Linked DNA regions of Sus scrofa: region 2 is linked to region 1. The links are chromatin contacts, called in public HiChIP or PLAC-seq maps. All regions are on one chromosome and are shown on one strand. Each heading gives the region's core, a stretch centred on a gene start, on an enhancer-like site or on the middle of the called end of the contact. The rest is flanking DNA. Distances are from core to core; before and after follow the strand shown.

Region 1 (4,438 bases), core at 1,238-3,737:
ATGAGCTAGGGGGAAAGCTCAGGCCAGACTGGGCTCTGTTGTGGGGGCCTTTCCTTTGCAGAGCAGTTGATCGGGGTGGTGGGGTGAGGGAGAGGAATGTGCATGCAGAGTGGAGGCTGCACTCTAGGGCCTGGCCTGGGGGGGCCAGTGGAAGAAGCGGGGCCCCTTCCTAGAGAAGTCAATGATACACAGCCCCCACAAGGCACCCACACCCAGCAGCCCTCCCTCTCTGCAGCGAAGTGGAGCCTGGCTCCCCCTAGAGGCCACAAGGGTCTCCATCCTGTCTAAAAGCCGAAAACCAAGGCTAAAGTATCAGTATCTGATTTTTCAGTTACAGTTTCTAACTCAGTCCTTCGTTTCACAAAGTTTCTTTTCTCGTTCATTAAGAATTCTGTCCCTGACGTGTGGTTGGTGCCCCTGTTCCTTTGCAGAGAGATCGTTGATAACACCAGCAAAGAGAATGGGATCGACATCATCATGGCCGATAGGACCTTCCACCTGATCGCCGAATCCCCGGAAGACGCCAGGTGAGCTCCGGTGCCGTCGCCTTGGTCGTAACCACATCCTCACTCCCCTGCTGGCCTGGGCATCACACAAATCACGGTTGAGCCTGCCAGCTCTGAAAAGATTTTAGTCGAAGCATTCCTGTCGTGGCTCAGCGGTTCACGAACCTAACTTGTATCCATGAGGACACGGGTTCGATCCCTGGCCTCGCTCAGTGGGTTAGGGATCTGGCTTTGCTGTGAGCTGTGATACAGGTTGCAGATGTGGCTTGGATCCCATGTTGCTGTGGTTGTGGCGTAGGCCGGCAGCTATGGCTCTGGTTCGACCCCTAACCTGGGAACCTCCGTATGCCTTGGGTGCAGCCCTAAAAACAAACAAAAAAAAGATTTTAGTTGATTTTCTAGTTGGGTTTTTCTGTTAGAATGGTTGAAAAACTGAAAGTCAGAAAAGATGGATGTACTTGTCTCCTGGGGACTCTCTCACCAGAAGAATGTGTCTGCTACAGCGGGCACATGGATTTCCCACTTCAGGGCCACTGGGCAGACTCCTTGTTATTTCCACTCAGGCCTTTGTCACTTTGTCACTAGCAGCATATGCTGCTACACGCAGCTGAAAGCCGCCCTCTGGAAGCTTCTGAGCTGTGAAGGAGAGCAGCTTCTGTGTGTTGAAAAGTTGAAAAAGCAGAAACGTTAACCACTAGCTACTTACATAAGCACTAGTGCTGAGGCATCGGGCGGGTGCTTGAGGCCGGGATGCTGAAGAACTCCGTCGGCTCAAAGAGATAGTTAACACGAGGGAACTTATTATATTTCAGGCAGTTTTTTTTTTTCTTTTTTCAGCCCCATCCATGGCATAAAGTATCAAGTTTCTGTATTACCCTTTTTTAATTTTTTTAACCAAACCCGTGGCATATGAAAGTTCCTGGGCCACGGATCGAATCCAATCCCCAGCTGCTACCCACACCACACCTGCAGCAACACCAGATCCTTAACCCACTGAACCAGAGCAGGAGCTTCCGGGCAGTATTCTAAAATGCTTCACCTATATTAACTCATTTAATTCTCATACAGCCCTCCAGGGCGGCAGTGTTGTTACTGTTTGCTAATTGTACAGAGGCGGAGACTGAGCTGCAGAGAAAGGGTGGCGTGCTCTGTAAAGCAGTGCAGGGTCACTTCTTTCCAACCGAGGCAGAAACCTTGTTAAAGAGCCTAGATTTTTTTTTTGGTCATTTTAGGGCCGCACCTGCAGCGTATGGAGGTTCCCAGGTTAGGGGTTGAATCAAAGCTGTAGCCATTGGGTTACACCACAGCCACAGCAACCCCAGATCCTTAACCCACTGAGCGAGGCTAGGGATTGAATCTGCATCCTCATGGATACTAGTCAGATTCCTTTCTGCTGAGCCGTGACTCCAAGGAGCTAAGGTTTTGGACTGACCTCAGAGGGTGGTGGTTTGCCTCATGGACTGGGCCAAGTCATCTGACTTTTCTGGACCTTGGTTTCCATCATGGTGCTGAGATGTGGCAGAAAATGAAGAACTGTTGTCGGTTCCTCCGCCTGACATCACAGGGTCACACAGTGGAGCATCTCTCTTGTCTCTTCCTGCTGCTTTGTGATTGTAGGGTCACATTGGAAGTGCCTGTCATCCACCCTGAGCAACACCAGCGAATCCCTTCTAATTTATGAGGGGGCATCCTTCAACCTGTGGTCTTTATTTTCCAGCCCAGAAATCACTAGAATCTTCTAGCCAGTTCTCGGGGCTCTTATGACCCTTTGCCCTTAGAATGTCTCTGTGGGTACTATACCAAGGTAGCAGCACGAAAGGCAAAGAAAATCATTCTTCCCATGGGAAATAACTAAAACCCTGCTTGGATCCATAAATTATGACACAAACTGGAAAAACAAGCAGACCTGGAATTAGAGCCCCATCATTCCGTCTGGGACGCTCAGAGACCTCGTGTGGTTTTCTGTGGTCCAGGGAATATGCCCAGAGCTCTTCAGCTGAATTATAGGCCCAGCATTTGGCAGCTGTCCTGTCTGGTTTGTGCCATAATGAACCTGCTAAATTTAACATTTGGAATATTTTAGCCAAGGACTTTTTGCCCTGGCCAGTAGAACACATTTTTAAAATTTCCCTTTCAGATTCCAGGTTGTACTTGATTTAGGAGGAGAGATTTGTAAGTTTAAAGGGGTCACCTGTACAGATGGAAAGCATAGCAAATTTTATTTGTGTGTCTGCTCCCATGTGGCCTGCATTTTGAATGGATGTATTGTTCAGTGTTTGATTGGAGATATTTTTGAGCTTGGAAAAAGCAGTGACTGAAGTCTTGTGTTTGGGTTAGCCAGAATCAAAGAACAAATTCATATTAAGATGTCGCTATTGGTCTCCTTCAAAGTCTATATATCCTGAGTATTTTCAAGCTCTTGGTTACGTCTTTTTCCTTCAAGAATCACAGGAGATAGATTTTAGTGCCTTGCTTTGCCTTGCTGTAAACAACTTACATGACTTACGTAATGTAGGTGTGAATTTTTTACTTAAATATCCATTGTATACTCAGTACTTTTTCCTCTGCCTTAGTTATAGGAGTGTGTGTGTGTGTGTACATATGTACACAATATGTGTCTCATCAGTCCCCTACAGGAGGAGGAGGTACTAGCATCTCTTTCACATTCGGTACCTCTCATGTGTAGTTATTGGGTTTTATTTATTTATTTATTTATTTATTTGTATTTTGTCTTGTTAGGGCCGCACCTGTGGCATATGGAGGTTCCCAGGCTAGGGGTCTAATCGGAACTGTTGCCACCAGCCTACGCCAGAGCCACAGCAATGCCAGATTTGAGCTGTGTCTGCGACCTACACCACAGCTCACGGCAACGCCGGATCCTTAACCCACTGAGCGAGGCCAGGGATCCAACCTGCAACCTCATGGTTCCTAGTTGGATTTGTTTCCGATGCTCCACCATGGGAGCTCCGTCACATGTAGTTGTGTAATAAATGTTGGATGGATGGACAGATGGATGGTCTGACTGACAGATGGATGGATATTCATGATCATTTTCCCTAAGCATGTATTGTTTCTAGCTGCATCATGACTTTTGTTCTCCTTAACTTTTCTGGAGTGGACATGTTTTCCCTTGTTATCTGATTGTGATGAGGCTGGAAGTACGAAAAAACATTTGAAATGAAGATAGAAGAGTTCTCTGTTCAAAATAATTTCTACTTCAGGCAATTGTTTTCTCTTTCCAGCTCTCCTCTGGTTTTAGTCGCTTAAGTAGAAATCCTATCAGGTGTCTTTTTGTCTTTTTGTCTTTTTGTCTTTTGTTGTTGTTGTTGTTGTTGCTATTTCTTGGGCCGCTCCCACGGCATATGGAGGTTCCCAGGCTAGGGGTTGAATCGGAGCTGTAGCCACCGGCCTACGCCAGAGCCACAGCAACGTGGGATCCGAGCCGCGTCTGCAACCTACACCACAGCTCACGGCAATGCCGGATCCTTAACCCACTGAGCAAGGGCAGGGACCGAACCCGCAACCTCATGGTTCCTAGTCAGATTCGTTAACCACTGCGCCACGATGGGAACTCCGAGAAAATAGATCTTAAGTGGCCATCCTCAGTCGATGCTCTTACATTATTGGCCTTTTTACCTTGGAATTCACTTCTGAAAACTGAGAAGGCACTTGAATGTTCCCTAGATTATAAATAATACCTTCAGTAAAGATCCTCTTTTGGGTTTTGTTTTTAGCTATGCCCGTGGCATGCTGAAGTTCCCAGGCCAGGGATCGAACCCAAACCACAGCAGTGACAGTGCCAAATCTTAAGGACTAGGCCACCAGGGAGCTCCAGTAAAGATCCTTGATCTAAGTGTTTTGGATAGAACTGATGATTTCATTTTTTGGTTTTTTGGTTTTTATTTTTTTTTTTGTCTTTTTAGAGCCACACC
Region 2 (4,438 bases), core at 501-3,000, 95 kb before region 1:
GCATGGGGCATGCCTAGTGTCCATGTCACATAGCAAATTTACCTTTCTAAGCTTTGTAGTTTGTTTTTAAAAGAGGAGTTCCCTGGTGGCCTAGCAGTTAAAGGATCTGGCATTGTCACTGCTGTGGTGCAAATTTGACTCCTGGCCCAGAAACTTCTGCATGCCTCAGCTCCCCCCTCCCCAAAATAAAGTTGCAGGCAGAAACTGATATAAATAGGTAATTTCAACACAGCTCACCTAATGGGCAAATAGAAATGTGTACATAGTTGCTCAGAGAAAAAGTAGCAGTTGATGCTCAAGAAGGAATCAAGAAGATACGTCACAGGGACAGGGACATTGTGGTCATGAGTCAAAGGGGATGTGGGAGTGTGGCTGGCACAGAGGGCAGGAAGGGCACAGCAGCATTTGCAAGAACATGTGGAAGAACAAGGATCATTAGATGGGAGGTAGGCCTGTAGCACGTGGGATTTGTTAAGGACAGAAGGACATGGGGTTCGAAACGCAAAGAAGGGAGCTGCCATTCCTTAAGAACGATAAGAAGCCTTTCCTGCAGGGAAGCTGAGGTCTGGAGCTGTTGAGCAACTTGCCAAGGATGCTTGAGTGTGAGCAGCGGACACAGGACTTGAACTTGCGTCTCCCTGTGTTAGTTTCAGAACAGAATCCTACTTCCTGGTCCAGGGCCTCACCGTAACGGCTTTGTCCTGCTTACTAAGAGCTTCAGAGTGGATCCTCCAGACACTAGAGGAGCTTCCTGAGTCTTCTGGCAGCAACGGAGTCATCGGTGTCTGTTTTGAGAAAATCAAGTGAATCGGGAATGTGATTCGTAGGATGGAAAATGCCAGGTGTCAGCAAAGCTGTCCTATTAAGGCCAGGAGGACATACGTATTTTAATGATCAATGGATGAGATCGTCTCTGTTACAACTGCTTCATCATCCTTGCCCTGGAATGCAGTGTTCTAATAAAACTTTATTGACAAGAACAGGCAGGAGGGCAGGTTTGGGGTCATGATTGACACCTGCACTGGAAGGAGATGGGCCTGCAGGGTGGATAAAGGCCCCTATTGCCTCCAGAGGTCCTTTTCTCCAGGTGTGTTTTGATCCCTCCTCCCTGCTTTCTTGGGGACTTTACTCCATCTTTGACCCTCTCTGCTCCTGATTCTCCGACCTCTCCTTTTCTTGTGAATCGTCAGCATTATCATTCAAAAATTTCTAGAATGTTCGTCTTGGGGAAAAAGAAAAGATGTATCTTTGGCTCCACACTCCCTCCCATACGCTGCCCGGCTCCTTCCAGCTGCTCCATCATTCTGGTTTCTTCCTCGTTCTCTGGGTTCCTCCATTGTCTTCCACGTGGGATGTCTTCTGACCCCAGCTGCCTCTCCTTCTCTGTGGCTGCAAGCCTCCCCAGACTCAGACGCCCCTCCTGCCAGCTTCTCGTGAGTTGCAGGTGTGCATCCAGGTGGCCCAGAGCATCGTCACAGAGCCTCTGACAGACATCTCGGGCGTGGCCCCACCTCAGTTCATCCTAATTTTCTCCTGAAACGTCTTCCTTCTCCCCTGCTTCTCCACCCCAGCAAGTGGACTCTCCATTCTACCAGGTCCCAAGCCTGAGATGGGGAAGTCGTCCTTGGATCTAGACGTCACCCCCCTCCGCAATAAGTAGGTGAAACCATATGCAGTAAAGTATACTGGTCTCATGTTTACAGTGTGAGCGTTGACAGACGTGCCCAGCGGTGTTCCCAGTGCCGAGGTCAGCACGCTGACTGGCAAGCTTCCTGGGCTGTCCCAAGTTGTCCCCCAGCCTCCCTGTCACTCACCAACCACCCAGACCGGGGCCATCAGCCGTGCCCTCCCTTCTCCCTCCACGATCTGTTGGGGGCCCTTCCCGTCTACTCTCTCATTGCCCTTCTGCCCTCACTTCCTGCTTCTTCTCCGCCCTCCCTCCGTCCAGCCCCCACACTTCGTCCTTCGCACCCAGTGATTCTCTAAAACTGTAAACCTGATCATGACCTTGCCCTGCTTAAAAACTGCCGTGTGACTTGCTCTTCTGCCTACAAAAAATTCTCAAAACTTTGAATACAGCCTCTGAGGCCTCCCATCAGTGCTTTGGTTTACTTTTCTTTCTTTTTTTTTTTTTTTTTGCTATTTCTTGGGCCGCTTCCGCGGCATATGGAGGTTCCCAGGCCAGGGTCGAATCGGAGCTGTAGCCACTGGCCTACGCCAGGGCCACAGCAACGCGGGATCCGAGCGGTCGCGTCTGCGACCTACACCACAGCTCACGGCAATGCTGGATCATTAACCCACTGAGCAAGGGCAGGGATCGAACCCGCAACCTCATGGTTCCTAGTCGGATTCGTTAACCACTGCGCCACAACGGGAACTCCAGGTTTACTTTTCTTTCCCTTTTTCACCTTCACTGTTATCTCTATAGTTTTTTTTTTTTGTTTTTTTAAACAGTATCAGCTCGCTTGGGTTCATCTGGGTGCATGCATTTTCCCCAAAGCCCGTGTTTGCCTTTGTGGTTGTGTTGGCGCCAAGGGTTGGGACTGTAATTGCCATGGGCGAATGGGACAGCTGCAGGACTGGACGTGTAAGTGATGTGTTTGCTGTGAAGTGCAGATAAACTAACGTCATAATTGCTGCACAAGTCACTGTCTTATCATGCTGGGAATAAAGGAATGGGGTGAGATAAATAAAGGAACGATAGTGCTCGTGGTTGAAGAGGCTGCCAGACTCCTGAGAGAACAGGTAGTCGCAGAGCAGAGTGCATGCCTCAGTTTGAGCAAAACAGCATTAACCAGGGGGTTAAATTAGGCTTGTTAACTTGGATTTTACTGGTGTTATATTTTGTTTTCAATCCTGAAGTTTGTTTCGGTGTCATAGCTGTGCAATACGATAAGCAAAGAAGTAGCTACCTGGTCATTATATCATTATAATGCTATAATATTTATGCTGTATATTATGTAGTAGGTTATTATCAAGTTCACCAAGCATTAACTCAGTTCTGTCTCTGTCTTCCAGAAGCTAGCATCAGATTCCACAGGTAAAGGGCTTGGTCCCACAAGAAGGCAAGCTCTCTAGTACAGTTGCCAGTCTGTTGTGCCCTGTGCTTTTTGTTTGTTTTTTAGGGCCACACCTGTGGCATATGGAAGTTTCCAGGCTAGGGTCAAATTGGAGCTGCAGCTGAGGTCTACACCATAGCCACAGCAACACCAGATCCGAGCTGCATCTGTGACCTATCCCACAACTTATGGCAACACTGGATCCTTAACTCACTGAGTGAGGCCAGGGGTGGATCACATTCTCTTGGATCCTAGTTGGATTCTTTTTTATTTTCTTTTATTGTCTTTTGTCTTTTTAGGGCCGCCCCTGAGGCATGTGGAGGTTCCCAGGCTAAGTATCCAATTGGAGCTGTAGCTGCCGGCCTACGCCAGAGCCACAGCCACGCTAGATCTGAGCCATGTCTTCGACTTACACCACAGCTCATGGCAACATTGAATCCTTAACCCACTGACCGAGGCCAGGGATCCAACCCACAACCTCATAGTTCCTAGTTGGATTTGTTTCTGCTGTGCCGCAACGGGAACTCGCCCCTAGTTGGATTCTTAACTTGCTTAGCCACAATGGGAACTCCCTTTTTTTTTTTTTTTTTTTTTGCTTTGTCCCCTGTGCTTCTGACCAACCAGCTCTACCCTAGAGCTTTCAAGGACCCCCTCCTTGGGTTTTAGTGAATTTGTTCAAGCAGCCCACAGAGCTCACACATCTTACTAGATTACCACTGAGGTATAAAAGGATGCAGCTCAGGAAGCAGGTGAATGAGATGCACAGCCGGTGTGCAGGTCTCCCAGGCTCTCTCCAGGGTGCTGTGTTCCACCTCCATATGTTCCCCAACCCAGAAGCTCTCTGAACCCCATCCTTTTGGGGTTTTATGGAGGCCTCCTTACATAGGCATTATTGATTACATCATTGGCCACTGGCCATGAAACGCAACTCCAGCCTCTCTCCCTGTCCCTATTGAAAGAACCAGTTCCATACTTGACTGGAGAGCAGTGGCCTCTCAGTGGGACTCTGGCTCATGACCTTTCATTCCCCCAAGGCACCAGGCTGTTTCCTCCCACAGGTGCCACCCCTTCCACCCCCATCCTTCAGTCTTCACCCAGTTACTCCTGTGCATGTCTCTGCATTTCAGTCTAAGCGGTGTTTCTTAGAAGGGTCTTTGTTGAGCCTTTACCTCCATCTAAATTCTGAATCCTCCCATCTCCTGAGATTTATACTTGACAGCATTAACCATCGCGTGTGACTCTTGGGCTCTCCTGCTGGAGCTGGGTGGGAAATACTGTCCATGACCATTTGAACTGTTCTCCCAGCCCTCGTGCAGCCCGACACGTGGTGGGCACATAGCTGCTGAGGGGACATGGACCCCTGCAGAGCTGTTCTTGCC

The links. HiChIP or PLAC-seq counts read pairs in DNA pulled down with a chosen protein or histone mark.
Region 2: a contact with region 1 is called in an H3K27ac HiChIP or PLAC-seq map of skeletal muscle. The contact joins two enhancer-like sites. A contact is called at or near these places in 4 of 47 Hi-C or Micro-C datasets (embryonic fibroblasts, epiblast stem cells and skeletal muscle) and 1 of 2 datasets of contacts at active chromatin or transcription factors (skeletal muscle).

The regions. Positions count from the first base shown.
Region 1 is chr16:5,926,355-5,930,792 of Sscrofa11.1, reverse strand. It overlaps MYO10 (unconventional myosin-X), which reads left to right. Exons shown (of 41, transcript XM_005672397.3): 28 at 432-527. Among named protein-coding and RNA genes, the nearest start is that of RETREG1, 49 kb to the right of the region's middle. Within about 2 kb of position 2,487, at least 2 of the 83 cell types and tissues checked have an H3K27ac peak or open chromatin away from gene starts, as enhancers often do. A contact at or near this core is called in skeletal muscle, where this site is marked.
Region 2 is chr16:6,020,458-6,024,895 of Sscrofa11.1, reverse strand. All of the region lies in intron 4 of MYO10 (unconventional myosin-X), which reads left to right. Among named protein-coding and RNA genes, the nearest start is that of MYO10, 120 kb to the left of the region's middle. Within about 2 kb of position 1,750, at least 3 of the 83 cell types and tissues checked have an H3K27ac peak or open chromatin away from gene starts, as enhancers often do. A contact at or near this core is called in skeletal muscle, where this site is marked.